Regions from separate parts of the Arachis hypogaea genome. Here region 2 is linked to region 1. The links are chromatin contacts, called in public Hi-C maps. All regions are on one chromosome and are shown on one strand. The core of a region is the stretch at or near the end of the contact, and the rest is flanking DNA. Distances in the headings are between cores, read along the strand shown.

What was found. Hi-C and Micro-C count contacts between places; a contact is called where the count stands out from the background.
Region 2: a Hi-C map of leaf shows a contact between it and region 1, with 1.9 times the contacts expected there. The contact joins two enhancer-like sites. A contact is called at or near these places in 2 of 8 Hi-C or Micro-C datasets (both in leaf).

What each region holds. Positions count from the first base shown.
Region 1 is chr11:18,695,387-18,698,120 of arahy.Tifrunner.gnm2.J5K5, reverse strand. No RefSeq gene overlaps it. Among protein-coding and RNA genes, the nearest start is that of LOC112720471, 28 kb to the right of the region's middle. Within about 2 kb of position 1,315, at least 1 of the 3 cell types and tissues checked has open chromatin away from gene starts, as enhancers often do.
Region 2 is chr11:18,766,900-18,769,599 of arahy.Tifrunner.gnm2.J5K5, reverse strand. It overlaps LOC112720473 (zeaxanthin epoxidase, chloroplastic), which reads left to right. Exons shown (of 16, transcript XM_025771425.3): 16 at 214-524. The coding sequence ends at 294. Among protein-coding and RNA genes, the nearest start is that of LOC112720473, 6.5 kb to the left of the region's middle. Within about 2 kb of position 1,434, at least 3 of the 3 cell types and tissues checked have open chromatin away from gene starts, as enhancers often do.

The DNA of each region.
Region 1 (2,734 bases), core at 66-2,565:
TCTCTCTTAACTTGATCAATTGCCAATTCCTTGATCTAATTGCTCATGAGAAGAGATGAAGATTGGTTCTTGATTTAAAGCCAAACAATCTTATAGACCCAAGTTTTAGGATGATTACATGTCACTATATCAAACCCAAACCCAGATCTAGTCAATTGTGAGAAAGAAATTCAAGCAAGATTCTATGATCCCTTTTCCAAGGCTCAGATAGAATCCATGAGAACTCAATTTCTTTCTCAAGACAATTGAATCCTTGAATTAAGAACGAATATCTTTCTAGCAAATCAAATAAGAGATGAAGAGAAGAAGAGAATAAAATACACTATTCATCCATCCAAGTACAATAGAGCTCCTTCCCCCAATGAGGAAGAAGTTAGCTACTCATAGCTCAGGAAAGGTACAAGAGATGGAAAGTAAGATGGAAGTCAGAAGTGGGAAAAGAAGATCCCCCCCTAATAAAGCACCTTCCTGGGGTTTATATACTACTCCTAATTCTAACTTGTAAATTCAAAAATTACAATTAAAATTTTCTCACTAACTAAATGGTACTGAACCTTTTCTGCTGATTGGGGGTATGTTGAGTGGCGTCCTACGCTTTCGAGCATGCCCAGTGCTTAAATTCTGCACTTGTTACCTGGCGTGTCATGCCATAGTACACGCTCAGTGGAACGCCAGCGTAAACAGACTTGGCACCCCACTTGGCTAGCACACCTTGCTTTGGAACCCTTAGATTTCCCTCTGTAGTGTTGGCCCAGCGTGCCACGCCTAGGACACGCTCTCTAACACGCCAGTATTGTTGGCGTACCACTCTGAAGCTTCACGTCCATTCCCACGCTCAAGGATTAGAACTGGAATGCCACGCCTAGGATACGCTTGCTGGCATGCCCATTGTGATGGCTCCTGGAACACTCCGTGGAACTTAAGCCCAGCGTGCCATGCCTTCGAGCACGTCCAGTGGCACGCTGACTTTGCACACCAGCGTGGGGCGCCATAGCACATGCCCTTTGGTACGCCCCTTGACTTGAGTTTCTTCTGCTCTGGATGCCTGGTGTGCCACGCCCTTAGCATGCCCTTGACACACCCTTTGTGATAAATTGGCGTGCAACGCCTTCAAGCACGCCCACTGGTACGCTCACTCATGTAGTCTTGGCGTGGCACTTCATACTACATGCCAGAAGACACGCCTTTGTTGGAGAGGTCTGGGAGTGCTTTTGGAATTTTAGCACAGCGTGCCACGCCCTTGGCACGCCCGTGGACACGCCTTTGTTGAAAGATTGGCGCGCCATGCTCTTGATACTCTCGTGGACACGCCCTTGTTGCTTAACTCAAAACCCTCTTTCTCGAAACTAAGCCCAGCGTGCCACACCTGGAAACACGCTTAGTATAAGAGATTGGCATGCCACTCCTTCGTGCACGCCCTTGTCATGCCTTCACTTGTAAGCTTGGCGTGCCACGCCATATAACACGCTGAGTGGCACGCCCTTGATAATGAGTTCCAGGGTCTCCTCTATGACTTTGGTCCAGCGTGCCATGCCAGGGCCACACTCAGGGCACGCCCCTATTGGAGAGTGGGCGTGCCACGCCTAGGGACACGCCCAGGGCACTAAACCTTAAATCACTTAACAAACATATCAAGGCATCTAATAGAATCAAGGTGAATTAAATTTAGCTATTTTGAGTCCTAAAAAGCATGTTTTCACATTCAAGCACAATTAAAGGAGAATATACAAAACCATGCTATTTCTTGAATAAATATGGGTAAAAGGTGATAAAATCCCCAAAAATCAATACAAGATAAACCCTACAAATGGGGTTTGTCAGGCACGCCAGCTTTAACTTCATCCATGATGCTCTCTGGTTTTCTGGCCCAGCGTGCCACGCCAGTTGGCACGCTGTTGACACGCCCTGCCTCTTTTTCTTTTTTTCATCTTCTTTGCTTCTCTTTTCTCCTGAAATTCATGCAAGACACATATTCAAAGTAGTATTCCAAAAATTCATGATATATCCATCAATATTGCATTATTTCAGTGAGAGAGCACTCATTTTTTTGACAAAAAACTCTATGAGCAAATAGGTAGATGATGCAAGTCATCAGTGTGATCTGATGGATTGGGATCCGAAGATCCTCCTCCCGATTACTCTCTCTTGTGAACCTTGTTTACTTATTTATATCCAAAGTTCTATCTAAAATTCAAATTCAAAAATTAACTCTAATCTTATCTTTAGAAAAGATGAGATAACTACCTACTTAAATTCAATTAAAATCTTAACAATAATTCAAATCTAATCTAGAAACAAATCCTAACATCCAAATCTTTCTCTTTCTAGAAGGAATTAATGATAACTAATCTCTTAAATCTTGAATTTTTGGATGAGATTAATGCTTCTTATGATTTGTATAATTAAGATTGGGCCTTAATAATGTTGCATCTTGGGAGTTGAGGTTGATGAACACTAGGCGTTTGGGTGTGGCTCAATTTCACATTCAGGATTTATTTGGACGCCGGGCTTGGAGAGCTACCGTCGGGCGTGTGTGCAAAAAAGGGGAGGAACGCCGGTGATAAACCACTATTTTATGGTTTATTTTGTATTGAATTAAGTAGATTTTGTCAACTTTACTCACACTTATCCATGTAATTTGCATGTTTTTAAGTTTTCTTCCTAATTTTGTACTATGATTGAAAGCAAGCTTCTTTGGCCTTAAAATTGCTAATTTTTAATCCTTTTTTGTTAC
Region 2 (2,700 bases), core at 185-2,684, 71 kb before region 1:
CAATTTCAATAGTTACTTTTACTCTAAAATAATTATGTTACATCTGCCTAGCAAAGATCCAATTACCATTAGGTTCATATTCTTTTTGTGTATATGAGTATCCAACTTCCAAATACATTACTCTTGCCTGAAAAATGTGCAAGTTTGTATAGCTGTTGCATAGTGCATACCTAATTTCCTATGACATATCTAAGCATCCAAGTTATTTTGCAGGCTTCGTTCCGCATTAAGGTGACTAGATCAGTACCAAGAATATCTGAGAAGAAAGGAGAACAAATTCTCATGAAAGTGTGAATGGCTGTGTTTAGGTAAATATTTGTAAGTCAAAGAAAATGTTATACAGCCAAATACTTAGAATTGTATAGCTTCTGTATGCACTCTTTTTAGAATAGAGAGTATTTTGCAACGGCACCAAATTGTTCAATAATTCTTAGGTAGTCGTTGGTTGTTGCCTCCCATAGGCACTTCGTTCAACACTTTGATATGTAAAAAGACAGTATTTTTAGAGATTCATATTCTTATAATTTTGTGGTTATCCGTTTACAAGCGGGAGCATTACTCACTGAAGATAATAAGTTAATAACAAGGGTAGCAAAGAAAATGCCAAAATCTATATTTTGGTAAAGAAAATAGCGGGAATTTCTTTAGTAAAGAGTATAATTGGATGAAAAATGAAGATTTTTAACTGGTTGATTCGACTAAAAAACTGGTGAACCAAATCTCAAATCAGTCCAATTTAGGTTTAAGACCGTTTCAATAATTGAACTAGTCAAACCTAATAAGAAAAGCTGAAATTCAGTTTAAACCGAATCGACGAGTCATACAATGCCTGATAAGTTTCATACCTAGCCCCTTTTGTAAGGAAGAGTACCAACTTGCAGCTTAGCTAGCATGTCATTTGTCTTATGAGATGCAATTTTTTATAAAATTGATTAAATTATATCTATAAATTTTAGAAAAACTATTATTTTTCTTAATAACTAACATATTTTATCTATTTATTATTATTTCTACATCTCTTTTCAATAAAATACTTGAAGTGCAAAATTTTAATTTGATACAAACAAAAACAACTAAAAATACTTCTTATGAAAAGAAGAGGTAGAATTTTATATATTAATTATAATCAGGTCAATTGATTTAACTGATGGCCTAATGATTGAACCAATGATCCAGTAATCTAATAATCTGACTAGTTTGATCCTCGTTCGATTTTGATTATTATACTCCCAGTTTCATTCCAGCCTTCATTGTTTTCAATCTCTCCAGCATCTCCCAGAATTGAATCCATATGGGGGAGGGTTTTTTTTTGGTATTTATGGGGAAGGATTTAATTCTCTTGTCCTCTATGTCCTCCACTTCAGCCCACCTACGAGTGTGCAAGACGTAGTTGTTAAATAACAAAAGAGACCCTTTCCCAATTCTGAGCGACTCCACTTTATCAAAAAAAAAAAAAAAAAACTGAAACTAATTATCACCCAGATCTACTATCCTGAACCCCTCTAGTCTCTAACAAATTTCACGTAGAGCATTGTCTAAGGTATCAATAAAAAAGGCTTTATCAGTTAATACCAAGAAAAAAGAAAAGGCTTTATCAGCAAAAAGCCTCCCTATTAGACTCTTAGAGCAAGCATCAACCCCCTTTTGTGACATCCTTTTCATCCAAACAAATCAATTCCTCCACCTCATCAGAATTACCAGGACCATGTTGAGAGAACTCGACTCTTTTCACACTCATGCTAGGATTTGGATGAAACAGTGCTGTAAAAGTTGAATTTTTGTGACAAGAAACAAAAGAATAAAACCCCGGAGCGGGCACTATTTCTACCTTAGCAAAGCACTGGAAACTCTAGGTTGGGGGCTTTTAGGTTTAGCATTCATTTTTAAAAAAATATATAATGTACTTTGTAAGCATAAAATGTTTCAAATATATTAAAAGTAAATTGTTTCATGCCACTGAGTTAAATTTCAAAGTAATATTTGAAGTTGCATTCGAGTCTTAAAGTAATATTTGAAGTTAATAATTACTTAAATTCATCATCGAAGTTGCACTCTGGAACTCATAGTAGACGTTGAAGCATTCTCCATTTATCGAAATCTTAAAACGACGTCGTTTAGAGGGAAAAAAAAAACCAGAAACATTAGAAATGACGTAGTTTTGTGTCTAATAAAAAAAAACGCTAAAGCCTAAAGCCCTACCCTTTCCCGAGCCTTCCCTTTTCCTTCCCCAACCCTTTCCCTTCCCCTTCCCCTTTCCCAACCTGCTCTTTCCCTTCCCCTTCTCTCACTCACAACTGCAGAGGCAAGTGTTTCTCAACCCTCTCTGTCGCCGGCCTCTATTTCGGTGCCGTGCCGGTTGCCCCTTCCTAACCTAGTCTTTCAGACTCCCAATCTACTTCTCCTCACTACCACAAAATCGAGGTGTTCTCCGACTTCGCCGTCCAGATTTCGCACTTTTCCACTGTTTTCAAGCGCTCCGTCAACCACTCCCCACTATTCCATCGTCATCGTCATCGCTCTCGAGCCTGCCGCACTCGCCGGCGACTCCAAGGCCCACCAACAGCTCCACAACGAGGTAGGCGCTCCAGACTACAAACAGAATATCTCTCATGGTCAGCTCTAGACGCTCTTCACTGTCCCGGCTAACAGCCCCTCCCTACTTGTCGCCGTCTGCTTTCTGTCTCCCTCTGCATCCTTCTT